Linked DNA regions of Capsicum annuum: region 2 is linked to region 1. The links are chromatin contacts, called in public Hi-C maps. All regions are on one chromosome and are shown on one strand. The core of a region is the stretch at or near the end of the contact, and the rest is flanking DNA. Distances in the headings are between cores, read along the strand shown.

The links. A called contact is a pair of places that touch in the nucleus more often than the background predicts.
Region 2: a contact with region 1 is called in a Hi-C map of placenta, with 2.4 times the contacts expected there. The contact joins the enhancer-like site here to the promoter of LOC107847377 in region 1. A contact is called at or near these places in 3 of 5 Hi-C or Micro-C datasets (bud, leaf and placenta).

Annotation. Positions count from the first base shown.
Region 1 is chr1:225,936,197-225,944,072 of UCD10Xv1.1, reverse strand. LOC107847377 (integrin-linked protein kinase 1) reads left to right here and starts at 3,804. Exons shown (of 12, transcript XM_016691583.2): 1 at 3,804-4,587; 2 at 5,959-6,033; 3 at 6,109-6,213; 4 at 6,973-7,058. The coding sequence starts at 4,174.
Region 2 is chr1:226,289,897-226,297,772 of UCD10Xv1.1, reverse strand. LOC107847392 (protein LONG AFTER FAR-RED 3) reads left to right here. Exons shown (of 13, transcript XM_047409219.1): 7 at 770-877; 8 at 1,155-1,250; 9 at 1,338-1,436; 10 at 1,551-1,625; 11 at 1,903-2,034; 12 at 2,326-2,441; 13 at 3,197-3,668. The coding sequence ends at 3,395. Among protein-coding and RNA genes, the nearest start is that of LOC107847392, 39 kb to the left of the region's middle. Within about 2 kb of position 5,037, at least 1 of the 5 cell types and tissues checked has an H3K27ac peak or open chromatin away from gene starts, as enhancers often do.

The DNA.
Region 1 (7,876 bases), core at 2,555-5,054:
CCTAGTGAATTCGGAGGAATATGTGATATTATGGTGATGCTCGGTTTGAGTTCGGAGGAATGCGTGATATTATGATGATGCCCAATTCGAGTCTAAAGAAATGTGTGATATTATGATGATGCCCGATGAATTTGGAGAAATACGTGATCTTATAATGATGGCCCGATTCGAGTTTGGAGGAATGTGTAATATTATGATGATGCCTGATAAATCCAGAGGAATATGTTGATATTGTAATGATTCCCTGTAAATATGAAAAAGGTAAGAACATATGATACTGTGTGGGGCAAATTTACTTATATGCGTTGATATTTGTAAGGTTAGGCTGTGTGGGGCCAATCGCCTATGTGATTGAATTATGAGGTCTCTCTTGGTAAATTGTTATTCATTTCTTGTTCCAAATCACTATATAAGAGGTGTGACTCTTTTTTATGCTAAATTAGCTACTGGAGGAAATTTATGCTTAATATTAAGTTAAGACTTAGCGTCATGTGTAAACTTGCATACAAATTCAAGGGCTAACCTAATATATATACTTCATTGGAATAAGAAGTTATATTATGAAATCTTGCGTAGTAAGATGGCTTATGTGATAACTAACTACTTCTAAAATATATGATTATTATTTGGAACCTAGTAAACTAGTTGGTGGATTGATTAAAATATGGAAACTAGTCCTTAAGGTTATGACATGCTTAGAGATGATGGATCTAGTATTGCGTGATAGTTAGTTAAATTATCTCGTAACATATGAATTTGAGATGGCTTAGTTGATAATTCATGTCATGATGATGCTAGTTAAAGAATGGCCTTATGATAGTTGAATAATCTATACTATGGGTGGCTTGTAGTTTTTCCCCAACTTGATGACTAGTAATTTTAAGACTTGTAATCTTTTGACTTTTGAAAAAATAAGGTTAATTAGTATGGACTTTGCGGTATTTATCAATGAATTATAGAATTAATGATTGCATGCCTATGTTATGGCAATGTTGGTTTCTTTATGTTCAATTACGGTATGGGTATTTGGAAGTGGATTTTGGTAATGAGCCATGGCAGGGTTGTTCTACCCGCAGTTTTCGGTAAATTGATGGAGTAGTTATGCTTTAGTGTATTTATTGATTGTATTCTTTGGTGTACTTTCCGATGGTATGGGACGCTGTGATGAGTTCTTGTTTGATATTCTTTTGTGTGTTCTCCGGTGGTATGGGACGCCGTGATGAGTTCTTTGTTGTGCTCTCTTTCATGTACTTCCCGATGGTATGGGGCGTCGTGGTAAGTTCTTGTGTTTATGTTCTAAAGATGGTTGATGATGATTGTAGATGCTTTGCGATTGTGCATATGGCTTTATGCTTTTGAAATGATACTCAGCTGTTATGGAGATTGTGGGGTATATTGAGATAGTATGTCATGTTATTGCTTTAGTAGTATAGATGTTGTTACAGTGGTATCAAAGCAGATTCAGGTTTGATCTTATCCCTTGACTTTAAGATCATTGTCTAACGTTATATCGTCTTTATATTATATTTGAGCTCAGTCGGTCGATGATGCCTAATGAGTACCCATGTTTTGGTACTTATACTACACTTCTGTACCTTTTTGGTGCAGACCCAGGTTCTAGTTGCTGCCATTGAGCTAGTTCATGCGAGTTGACTATTCGGAGATAGGGTGAGCTCTTGGAGATTGAGTTTCCCTCTTTCCCCTCTATTCTTATTTGTCTTTTGCTTTCGAGACAAATGTATGAGATTATTGAAGACATTTTAGATTCTGAGATTGTAAATTCCTCTTGTCAACTTTAGAAGCTCTTGTATTAATACTATCAGGTCGTGGGATTTGTGTTTGAATATCGGCTGTCCTTTGTTGTGAAATATTGTTGTTATATATTGTGTTCACATATGGGTCCAAGTTGGACATTCTTTCCAAGGTAACCAACTGCAATAGCTCCTGATTACGGTATTGGCTTACCTACCGGTGGGATGTGGTAGGTGCCATCATGACTCGAAAATCGGGTCGTGACATTAAGGTCCCGTTTGGATAGGCCAAAAAAAGTGGCTTTTAAAAAATTCTTTAAAAGTGCTTTTGAAAGTGCTGAACTTATTTTAAAAATAAACAGTTACGTGTTTGAATAAAAGTGCTGAAACTGAAAAAAAGTTATTGATGTGTTTGGTAAACAAATGCTTTTAAGCACTTTTTAGGTCAAAATGTCTGAAATACCCTTAAAGCTGTTCACAATACATAGAGTTGATTATTATTAATTTTTATATCTAAAATGATTCAAATTAAAATTAATATATATTTTAATATATATATATATATTAAAAATATTTTCATGAATGACTATTAATTTGTGCACTAAAAAACCTTTTTTGTTAAAAGAGTTTAAATCATTAAGCAAACTATATATGTTACTAATTATTATAATTACATTAATAGATAGATAGTTGGTTACAAATGATACTATTTGTTTGATAAAAAGAATCTTAATTAGAAATATATTAATCGTTGATTTAGTAATGACTATCACCATTAAAACATTGGTAAATACAAATGTTGCATCGTGAAACATAGATGGATCATTCACTAATCGTCCATGAAGTTGTTTATCTTTAATGAGTATTCTCCATATATTTTGGTTGGTGAATTATTTTTTTATTAGAGAAATTCATATGTTGTACAATAATAGTTGTCTAAATTTAAAAGAATATATTAAAGAAGGGGAATAATATATAAAAATTCATATTTCATAAATTAGAAGTATCATACAAAAGAAGTACTAATATTACAAAAAGTGAAAATATTCAATTAATACAAGCATTAAAAGCTATTTTGCGGCTACACAAAGGTAATTTTGGAATAAGGGAGAATTTTGAGGGACAAAAATGTCTTTTAATTGGTCAAACTACAATGGCTTAAAAGCCCCAAAAAAAAAAAATAAGTTGGAATTGGAGTTTTTAGTTTTTAGCTTATAAAAAACAATTTTCGGCTTTTTTAAAGCAATTTTGAAACTTGCCAAACACTCGTAAAAGTAAAAAGTGGCTTTTAAGCCATTTTGACCAACGTATAATCTTATCCAAACACCATATAAGAACTAATTAAGGTTGCCACATAATTTTTTTGATATAATTATTGTAAAATTCGGTTATAGTGACTTTTGTGATGGTTGGGGTAAAGTTAAATGACTTTTGTGTAATGAATAAAAGAAAAGTGATTTTTGCGTAATAGATATAAAGTTAAGTGACCATGGATAAAATGAATGAAAGAAAAATGACTTTTGCATAATAGATACAAAGTTAAGTGACCATGAATAAAATTTACTCAATGAAAGATCACTGAAACTTTAGATGCCTGTCGATGAGTTCAGTCTATATATATTGATTGATTGATGTCTAGTTGGTAATGAAATTCGATAAGTGGAAAAGTTTTCAGGTTTGTAGTGATCATGAATAAAATTTACTCAGTGAAAGATCGCAGAAACTTTAGATGTCTGTCGATGAGTTCAGCCTATATATATTGATTGATTGATGTCTAGTTGGTAATGAAATCCGATAAATGGAAAAGTTTTCATGTTTGCAATAGCCAATAATGACCTTTGATAAGCAGCAATGTAGTATTGATTGATTTAGGAGAGAATAGAAAGACCATCAAATTTATTGATATTATTATTTAAAATCAAGTGTAAAACACATTGTAATTAACCAGCTAACTACTAATAGTTGCAATAATATAAAGTGACACGCGTCTTTTGTTTATTAATTGTAATTGAGTGTAAATATTTTTGATACGGATAAGCTTTTACCTACGGTATTACAAGAAAACAAAATGAAAGAAAAAAGGGAAAATAAGTGGACTATTCTCCCAAAACACATCAGTATCATAACGTATTTTCCGGGAATCTGTGTGGATGTTTGTACCTGAAAGCATTTTCATTTCATAATATCCCGTTCATTTCCTCCAGATTGTAACGCACTTTTCTTTCTTTCTTTCTTTCTCTGAGAAATTTATTCTCAATTCTCTACTTTCAATTCCTTTACAACAAATCCTCCTAGATTTCATAATCCCACATATACATTTTTTTTTTTAAACATGTTTTGGCATTTCTTCTCATGATGATGATGAAATTATTATAATTGTGTTATTGAAATATAGAGGTGAAAAGTTGTTATAAACGGTTAAATGGATCTAAAAAACCGTCTAACACGAGGAATATCTCGACAATTCTCAACAGGATCATTGAGAATGAGCGGTAAATTCAGTTTCAAAAGACAAAACTCAATGGATCCAAGGAATAACAATATGAGATTTAGCTTTGGTAGGCAATCATCGCTCGATCCAATACGTAGATGTCCATCATTCGAAAATGCTGTACCGGATAATTTGGATTCGACGATGCAGCTATTGTTCATGGCATGTCAAGGTGATGTGAATGGAGTTAAGGAACTGTTGGATGAAGATGTTGATGTTAATAGTATTGATTTAGATGGAAGGACTGCTTTGCATATTGCTGCTTGTGAAGGACATGTAGAGGTTGCTAAGCTTTTGTTGTGTAGGAAGGCTAATATTGATGCCCGTGATCGATGGGGAAGCACGGTAATTTTTTTGCTTTTGCAATTTTTTTGGCTCATAAACTGTACTGCCTGAATTTATCTGACATAATTTGGATTTGGATGGTCAAGAAGTTTAATTTTGACTTTGAATTCAGGTGCGGAAGGGGAGGCTTGACTTAACGGGTAAAATTGCCACCATGTTACCTCCAGATCTTGTTCAAGCCGTGGAAACAGTCTCTTGTAGAAATGCAGGGCAAGACTGTGTAAAATTGACATTTGTGATCCGGTCCTTCCCTGATCCCGCACATAGCAAGGGCTGTCCTTTTTAATTCGGGCTCGGAAACTTCAAATTTTTAAATTAAATTTACTCCTTCATATTTGGAAATTAATTATAAAGTAATGTAAGTCATAGTAATTGAAAATATAAAATATTTAGAATATACATGAAAAAAGTCACGGTCAAAGACAGGGGCGGATCTATGTATTGGGTTGGGGGTGCCACGGCACCCGTAGTCTCGATTGAAACTCTATATTTACATGTGTATATCTGTAGATATTGTACACGAATTTAGTATAAATATTAACTGTGGCACCCAAAGTAACAGAGGGGCTTGTTGCACCAATGTCTAGAGGTCGCAATTTGCTGCTTGGGGACCCAAGTTCGAATCTGCTGGAGGAGATTTTATTTTTTTTAAACTATAAAATGTGCAACTAAGAAAAGACCTAGCCATACCAAAAAGGCAGTGCCTTACATTGTTTAAAAGGCAGTTTACAAATTTAAACATAGATTTCCTCTATGGATAATGTCATAGATTTCCTCTATGGATAATGAGACCACTTCCGCAAAATGTTGCATACGTTACTATTTATCCTGGCACTCGGAGCTTCAAAATCCTGGATCCGCCTCTGGTCAAAGAAGAATTGTTCGAATCTCAAAATCCAAAAAGTAACACGACTTAAAGGAGTATATGTATGATGTATTGTGTTTGGTATGACTGAAAAATGTTATTGAATCTAATCTCTGAATTGTATTAATATGTTTTGTGAAAGTATCCTCCTCACTTATTGCTGTAGGGCATATTTACAGTTGTTATTCTTGTCACTTGTTTCAATCAGCATTTGCACCCCAATGAACCTCGAATTATGATAAATTTTTCTTATTGATATATGCTATTATTCTCTTTGATATGTTATAATTCCTTGATAATTGATGAAATTTAAGAGCATGTAATATGGTGAAATCGTAATTCTAAACTTCAGCGAGTCTAACTTGAGATCAAAAAATGAAGACTTAAGAATTTACAGACTGTGTATCTCCTTAATTTTCTAATTTTATTTATCTTTTTGCATTTGGACAATACTATTTTTATGAGGGTTCAGGTGCATCCCTTGAACTTCCTTATTATTATGCCAGGCTGCAGCTGATGCGAAATACTATGGAAATAATGAAGTTTACAATATCTTAAAGGCCCGAGGGGCCAAAGTCCCGGTAAGTGGGAAGATAATTTTCTGGTTAAAGATAGCCTTATGATATTATGGTGCTGAGTATTTGTCACATTGCTAGAAACTCAGAAACACACCAATGACTGTAGCAAATCCTCGAGAAGTTCCAGAATATGAACTAAATCCACTGGAGCTTCAAATCCGGAAAAGGGATGGAATATCAAAGGTAAGGACTTTCTTTTATTTCAAAATAAGCATAGGGATGTTTCAATTTTTAGAAATGATGAAAGCGTTAAAATGCAATTTACCGTATGCCAGTATAAGCAAATTTTGGTACACTTTGTAGAACCTATATTCAATGATACAAACCTTTTGGCCTGACCAAATTCTATTGAGTCTGAATCATAGTGATCACACTTATTAAAGAATGACTCTGGTTATCAAATGATTGAACAACCGGGAGCAATTTATTTACTATACTACTATAAACTAAACTTGAAATGTATGGTGCTCCGATGTTTCTACAGAAAAAATTAAGTACCGCTACTATTCTTTGGTCCATATCTATCCAGAATCAGGAGATCATCTTACTACATATTTATCTGAAATCAGATTTAGTTCTCCACTTGAACTTGTGATGGTTAAGTGAGTAATTTGTTGTAACTCTAAAATTTTAGGTATACTTCTAAATTTTCAGCTTGCTGGGTTGGTGAAACATCTTAATTCAATTATGTCATCAACTATAGTTCATTTGGCAGCGAGTTAAGATTAATAAAAATCAACATTACCTCATAGGAAACCTAACCTCAAATTTTGAACGTTTGCAAACTTTTGAACATTTCATTTCCTGCTTTGCTTTCTGAAGTAAGCTACAAGACGTCTGCATTGGCTTGCCTCTCCTCGTACAATTTGTGCTTGATTTTGCATAGCTAATTTTTCAATCTTCTCTTAACCACTTTGTTGCAACTTCTTTGCCTTTCAACAGGGTTCGTATCAAGTTGCTAAATGGAATGGGACAAAAGTTTCTGTCAAGATACTTGACAAGGATAGTTATGCAGACCCTGAAGCTATGTAAGTTGTTAACTTATTTTCTGTTGATCTCCTGATTCACAACCATAGGGCACATTTCTATTATTGGATTTGGAAATATGCTTACCGAAGAGACATGCATATTTTGGACTTCAGCTAGTAACCATGTTGCCTGATTTTCTGTGGCTAGAAAAGGTTTGTCATGATACACTAATCTGGATATTAATTAGTTGTGCAGCTTTGGCAGATGATTATACCGGATTGGGTTGTCTTGTCAGGTGTTCAAACCATTATTTTCTTCACTTTCACTTGGGGGACATTTCATGTATCCCTTGTGTACTAGTTTGCTTGTTATGTAGGTGAAGCTCAGGCAGTTTATACTAATTTTGAGGCTCATCGTTTGGAGGAATCAGGCTGAGATAACTAAGAAAATTTCCTAGTGTTAGTCAACAAGTTACTTTCCTAACAAAAGAAATCAGGATCTATTGGAGCGCGTTCATGTTTGATTAAGTAGGGTGTTCCAGTAAGTTGGGTTCTGTTATATCATAGTCTTATGAGCAGCTTGATGACATCATTATGTGTGCTCACATCCACAGTTGACTTTTATTTGCAGATTGATAAATAGTTCTTGCTTTTATTTCTTAAGATAGATTGTGAACATGGTATTGGGATGGCTCTGTAAGGTGCTTTTGTCAAGTTACCATAAGAAAACCAGATCCCTAAAGCTGCTGGAAATACATTTAGCAAAAATTTTAACGTGTATTTCCTTCTGATCAACGAGTCACACTGCTTCATGTGAATAGTATACTTCAACAGTCTTTATCCATGAATATGATCCTTTGAGCATTAAAAGTGGATAG
Region 2 (7,876 bases), core at 3,788-6,287, 350 kb before region 1:
TGAACCAAGAATAGCTACGAGTCTGGCTCCGATATTATATAGAATGAATCTGAGCATCTGGGCCAAAATGTTAAGGCCATGGGTGGAGTGACCCAGAACATCATAGGCCCCTTTAGAAGCTCTTACGAAACCGCTGTGGGACAAGTGTATCTTTTAACACCCTTTTGCATGTCTAACTAAGATCTAGGGTTTAAACGTGGACTGGAATTTTTCTTCTTCTTTTGAACTTACTTTTTTCTTCACCCTTTTTTTAAAAGAGAGTGGATGGAGAGAGAGAGAGAGAAAGAGAGAGAGACAGCAAGATGAACAGTAGTCCTGGAGCAGCAAGAGTAGACTCAATAGGTTGAAGAGTGAGCCTGGAGTAGAGAGAGTAGGCTCAATAGGTCGAAGAGTGAGCCTGGAGAAAAAGAGAGTAGGTTAAACAGACTACTGCGTGGGTTGGAGCAAAATTAGTGGCTTGATGGGCTAACATTAAGAGAGAAGAGAGAAGCCAGTGAGTTGAGAGTGAGAAACCCAAATCAATACATAAGTTAAGGGAAGACTGTTTTCTTGTCAACGGGTTTATCAAAGTTTGGCTCTGATAGTGTTAGGAATGGATTTGGGTTTAACTCAGCCCCAAAAGCTAGCTCATGAATAGAGTTGGCCTTTGTGTAAGATTCTATGGTTATTCTTATTCTAGCTGATACGAATTTTCAGTGGATTATGTTGCATTTCTCCTTAGATGCATTTTAACTAAGCTTGATTTTTAAAATCTTGTACTGGTATTCAGGATCTTATGAGCAAGTCAGGCCGCGTGCTGAGCCAATGGATATATTTGGGTGGTGTCAAGGCTTTTGCTGATGGGTCTTTAGGATCTAACAGTGCATTGTTTCATGAGGTAAGAATAAGATGCTTGCTGGTTTGGAAGAGCCTCTCTATAACACAAATTTCTCTAAATTCTCCTTCAGGGTTCTATCTTCTCTATTTCTTGGTGGACCTAGGTGACCTGCTTGTTTGTCTTTGACAAGCATTTTTCTGAATACACATTCCGTTATACATTCTGCATGGGCAGTTAAATGTGACAGGGCCCGAACCTCAGGTGGGTGGGTGGGGGCGGGGTGGTTGGGGGTGTGCTTCATTGTATTTGGTGTTCTGATATCTGTTATGTCTCTTAGCCATATGCTGATGATCCAAACAATTACGGGCTGCAAGTGGTGGATCTGGATGGTCTATACAACATGACTCTTTCTTCAGATAAATCTGGCCTTCAGGTCTTCAGCTCATCATTTTTATCTACCATTTCATCTCTTTTGAAGTTGCAAAATTCACTGCTCTTCGGGTTATAATTTACATTTCAGGTCAGCATCCATGCTATTGGTGACAGAGCTAATGAATTGGTATTGGATATGTATGCGTCTCTGGTGTCGGAGAAACGAAATAGAGACAGAAGATTTAGGGTATACCTAATTGCTGTAAAGATTAGAGATTAATTAGAACTCTTTTGAGGTCAGTGATTCCTTTGAGGAGTAGAATCTTCAAGTAATCTTCTAATTATTACTACTACTTCACAGATTGAGCATGCTCAACATTTGGCTCCAGGAACAGTAGCTCGTTTTGGTGAACAATCTTTAATTGCTTCAGTGCAGGTTATTTTTCAGATGTTGTATCTCATTCTTCACTATTGAGATTAATTATGTTCATATAGATAATAAATAATGAGGATTATGGCGTGTGTGCTTTAAAGGCACTCCAGTGGTTAAGTGTTTAGAAACTCACATTCAAATCTCTATGTAAATATATGCAAGAAGCCAGGTCTAACAAACTCTATCACTATCCATTTTCGTCAGCATTGGCGATTCATATCAATTTCTAAGTTTTCAAGATGCCTCGAATAAAATAATATAACAAAATCTACATGAACAGCCAGATCACTTACTGGATGATGCTGATTCTGCAACTAAGAAACTTGGTTCTGAAAGGGCAGAAAGAGGAGCTTATCTGTTCAAGTCACTCCTGACGAACAATGCTCAATTGGCATTTGGCTCAGATTGGCCAGTATGTGATTTCTGGATTTCATCTCTTAATGTTTCTGTCAGTAACTCAGTACTAAGGGGGTGTTTGATTGGCTTTTTTAAAGTGACTTATAAGCTAAAAGCTAAAAGCCAACCAACTTTTGGCTTTTAGCTTTCTTTTGTGTACTTTTTAAGCCTAAAGTGAAGTACTTAAAAACACTTTGTATCTGGGCCAAACACCTCCAAAAATAAAAAAGTGCTTAAAAATAAAGACTTAAAAATAAGCCCGTCTAAACACCCTCTAATTTCTTGTTAAATTCTGTTCTCTTTTCAGGTAGTAGATATTAATCCATTGAAAAGCATAAGAACATCGATGAAGAGAATACCTCCCCATTGGGAAAAGGCTTGGATTCCATCAGAATGCTTGTGTCTCAAGGATGCATTAAAAGCGTAAGTGGTGTTGTTCTGTTTGAGTCATTTGTTATTTCAGCAGTCCACTCTTATCTGCGCATTGAGATAATTCTTTATGTAGCAAATCTATGGTATTTTTGGTTGAGCCTGGAACTCATTTGAGCAGGACCCACGAGAAGCCACTTTAAGTGGTCAACAGGGGGAAAAAATCAATATTATAGTCGATTAACTGATCTGCTGCTATTAGCTCAGCTCTCTGGTCCGTTTGAATTTAATTTGACATTGGAAATGCTAACAATTAGTTACAGCTTGGTCTGATTTCATAAGAGGTACACAGTGAGAAGATAAGAACCTTCATAGATGATACAGTAGTCAGTTGCGTCAATTACACATGCTGGATGAGTCGTGTTAAATTGTTACTTAGAAATCAAAGTGCAATTCATTTTCTGTAACCAAGGGTGTGTCCTAGTTGTCAATGAAGTGGGTTCTTCCCGTCTTCCTAGACCTTTGTGGACAGAGTTACTCGATACCTATGAGAGCTAGCCAGTAGCCGATAACTCAAAAAAAGAAAAGAAACAGAATAGTTGCAATTAATTCTCTTTCCCACCAAAAATAACATTTCTAAATGTCGCTGGCTTGTTCTCCAATATTTCTCTTTTTAATTTTTCAATCTTTATCTGGTGAACTATGTCAGTGTAACCATGGGGTTCAATATATCCGTGAATTGTTTTTTTCTTTCGAAAACATGCTTTCTAAAATTCTGTTACCTATCCTGGCTTATTTTTATCTGTCAGGTACACCATCTCGGCTGCTCATGCATGTTTTCTTGATAAATATGTTGGATCATTGTCTCCCGGAAAATATGCAGATTTTGTGGTATTGTCAACTAGTTCATGGGAAGACTTAGCAACTGAAGTTTCTGCTGATGTTGAGGCAACATATGTTGGTGGTTCTATGGCTTACTCCATAAAACCCGATGTTAAACGTGAATAGCACAGGCAACAACAATTATGCTTAGAATGATTACATAAAATGGAAAACATTGTGCCAGCCAAGAAGCGCGATATGCTAATTGAACTTGGCTGACTTCAGCCGCATTACGATTCTTGAAGCTGTTATAAAGGTGTTTGTGAATTTTATTAGTGAAATTTTGTGGCTTTTATGTACTGGAATGTGATTTTCCTTTTCCTTTTTTCAGCCTCTGCTTAATATATGTTTCTATAATCATGAGTGCAAGTGATGCAAGATTTTCGGTTTGTAGTTTTATTGGATGTCTCCATGGTTAAATGTTTTAGATCACTTTAATCCACCTCCATTGAATAAGCAGCGTTCCATTCACTCTCCCACATGACTTAAATTTCCAATCTATTTCTTTTTTAAAATAAACCTATAGGTTTCTTTAAGGTTTATCAATCAGTATCAATTAGTTTAGTTCACATTCATCCATTTTCATGTCTTCCATAACCTGCCATTGAACTGCTTTCAAGGTATACGGACCAACCTCACTTTAGTGTATATGCAGTTACAATTGATGTTCATGGATGGATAGATATTCCATTGGTTCTTAATTTTTGGGCTGAAAAAACTCTTCTTCGGTTCCGCTTATCGATTCGCTTCGACTTGACCAGATCACAAGATAACTTGTCTGAGCTTTCTCTCGCACTCTGCCTCAACTATTCATTCAATGATCTTTGCAATTCCAGTATAAAGAGCTTCCTCAATAATTCCCGGAAAGCATGGAAGTACTCTTCCAGCCAAGGTAGTCAATTGTTACACAGGACGCTATTCAATCCCTGAGCTTTTGGGCGTTGAGAACCGACATTTTAAGTTATTTTGAAAGCCCGAAGGCTGATACCCCAATAGGAAAGACGTTCATTCATAGATTTTCAAACTTCTGGTAAATGTCATACCGATTAGTTGGTTTACTGGTGGTATATAGTAGGGCTGTCAAGGAAAGACGTTTCTGGCAAATGTCATACCAATTAGTTTGTTTTGTGGTGGTATATAGTAGGGGTTGTCAAAATGTTGAATCACTTTTTTACGTCGCGCAAATGATTTTTAATATGCTTCTTTCTTTGTCGACACTATTAAGGACCTATGATTTGCCCCATTTACCTATTAAAGATAATTAGAATTGATTATTCAAACAAAAAAGCTATTTTGTTTTCGCCGAAAATAACCTATAGATAATAAAACAAAAAAGTTCATACTTTTAAATTCTATCCAATAGTCAATTAATAATGAGAATTCTATACTTTAATAAGTTGGATAGAATTTAAAAGTATGAACTTTTTTATTTTCGCAGAAAATAACAAACTTGTCTGGAACATTCTTTTAGATCTTGAATTAATTTTGCGTGATAACTTCAAACCTGAAAATTAACCACAGTAATCCAAATTGGATGAAAGCACTTGAATTATCGTGGTTAATTTATAGCTTTAAAGTTATCATGCAAAATTAATTTTAAGATCTAAAAGAATGTTGCAAACGTGTAGACTGTTTTGCCAGCAAAAACAAAAAGTTCATACTTTTGAATTCTATCCAACTTATCAAAGATTGTTATATGATGTATATATAACCATGTAATGTTATGTGGCTAATATAGTGGCCAAGCTATTAAACTTGGCCTCCAAGTACTATTAGTGGCTACTGCTGACTTTGTCCCCAAGGACTGTTGGCTATAAATAGCCATTTGATTGTACATTGTAACATATGAACAATACAATGAAATAATTGTACTTCCTACTCCATTCTATCTCTTTAAATTGTCTTTGCTTGTTTTTCTTAATTTAATATCTTGTTCTATTTTATAACACATTATCAACACGAGCCTCTGTCATTTTGAGTAAATATTTTTAACTGTAATAAAAGTAAGAAACTTATTTTTTTTTAAAAAAATAATGTCGAGTCTATCTAACAATGAATTTGTTGCCCTGGATATATCGAATAAAACCTACTTATTTTGGCACTTGATTCCAAAATTCATTTAGATGTGATGAGTCAGGTAGATACCATCAAAGATAAAAAGCAAACATTGAATCCAGTCAGTGCCAAGGCTATGCTATTTCCTCGTCGTCACCTTGATGAGGGATCAAAAAGGGGTATTTCATTGTTAAGGATCCTCTTGAAGAGTGGAATAATTTGAAAAATAGATATGACTACATGAAGATGGTCAGATTACAAGATTTTAAAGATACAACTCCGTATAATTACGATGTTTAGAATTATTTCATAGTTAAACTTATGCGGAGAAAATATCACAGATCATGATATGCTAGAGAAAACATTCTCCATCTTTTCTGCGTCAAGTTTACTATTGCAACAATAATATCGAGAAATGAGATTTAAAAAGTATTCTGAATTAATTTCACATCTTTTTATTGATGAACAACATAATGATCTTTTGATGAAAAATCACGAGAGCCGAGCTACTAGTAATGCTCAATTTCTGAAGTGAATGTAGCAAGTTTTCGCCAACCCAGGTATGAAAAGGTCCTGGTCGTAGTCGTGATCATGCCTGGTCGTAGTCGTGATGGTGGTAAAGGAATAAATTCTAATCATGGTGATTATCTTGCACCAATAGTAATATTCCTCACCAATAGTGTAACGCCCCGAGTCTGTATCCCGGACGCTATACGGTGCTCATAATTCCGAAGGACCATGAGCTAACCCATGACTGATACCTGCTGCAATAACTGAGTAATAATATGTTATAATGCAGAATAATGGGATAAAATGCCATAAGATTCAAATAACTAAAATAAATCTGAAATAACTGTCTGAATATCTAGTCTGAAAAGCCTCTAGCTGAACTGTCTAAACTGTGGAGTTGATGGGACAATCCCCTAACTAACTTCATCTACTGAAATACTGAATGTAATGAGATAATAAAATAAAAGAATATCCTTGAATGATGAGGACTCACTGCTAGTCTACTGCTGCAGGCTAAATCTGAATCTACCTACGTGTGATCAGGAACCTGAGCATCCAAACCTATGGTATAAAATACCATAACGCAAGAGAAAAGTATGCGTTAGTACGCGTGAATGTACTGGTATGCAAAGTGAGGTAGACTGAATTTAAAGGTTCACATGCATGAACTATAACTGACCGAATAACATGGATATAGCTGAGTGAGAAATACATGCATAAATACAGAAGCTGTAACTAAGTCATAATAATACTGAATACTGAGTTTACTAGTAATATGGATTACTGATAACTGATATACTGTTACTGAGTGACAGTCCTGACTCTGATGAAACTAGCTGAGTTCTGTACTGAGCTGAATGACTGTATTTGACAGTCCTGAAATCTGTAGAACTATCTGAGTTCTTTATTGATGAATGAGACTGAGACTGTGGGAAGTAATCATCTAACCGATATGCCCCTTTTAAACTGATTTGGGGTCCAACCTATAACCCCAATTGGAAGGGTGTCAATACTGTGCCACGAGTAAATAAAAGCTGAGAGTTACCCTCATCTATCAGGTACTTTAATACGAATAGTGAAACCCTTAACTGACAGGTTCAGCTACCTCATCAACCCTCATCTGGAAAGTTTGATGTCTCAACCTACGCTGGCTACGTAGTTCTGGAACACAAGGACTGCTTCTAAGGATCACACCCTTTACTGGCAGGTGAGCCTTTATCCTTGGGTTCACTCGATGTTGAATCCTACTCCCAACTGAATAGACACTGAACTGAGTATACTAGACTGAACTGGACCAAGTTTACTGAGTTCCGTTGATTGACAAAATGCTACTGAATTCTGTTTACTGACTGAGTTTTACTGAGGCATGAACTAAATACTACTGAGTTTTTCCTAAATTCTGAGACTAGCTGAGAGTACTACTGATCGTGACATGGCTGGGATGGATTCTGTAAATGGCACTGGCTCTAGGCACACAACTAATTTGTCAGGTATACCCCCAGGACTCGATAGCATGAAGATAATAAGACATGATAATTCTTGAATACTTGACAATAGTCAACAACTCACAATACAATTTATTAGGCATTTCATCAAGCACTTGAAAGTCGTGAACTTGCACATAAATAGGAATGCATGCTAATATGTCATAATTTCATAAACTAATCTCATGAACATTCCATCAAACACTTACAAGGCATAAATTTATACTTAGGAATGAACAACAATACTAATACATCATGACTACCATATTAATTCATAATTCAGGAATTTCTACCTAAGAGAATCAAAATTCAACTTACGTACCACCATAATATCAAGAAATACATTAAAGATTTCAACTTGAAATGCATACCACAACATCAACATGATTACATTCAAACCAACAACATGGGCATAACAACTTATGTTTTTAAAATAAGTTTCTTGAACTGCAAGGGTGGAAGGGACCCTTGGATGAAAACTTTACATACCTTATTGCTTGAATTTGGAAATATTGATGGTGAAATCTCTTGGATTTGATTCTTGGATTAATATCCCTA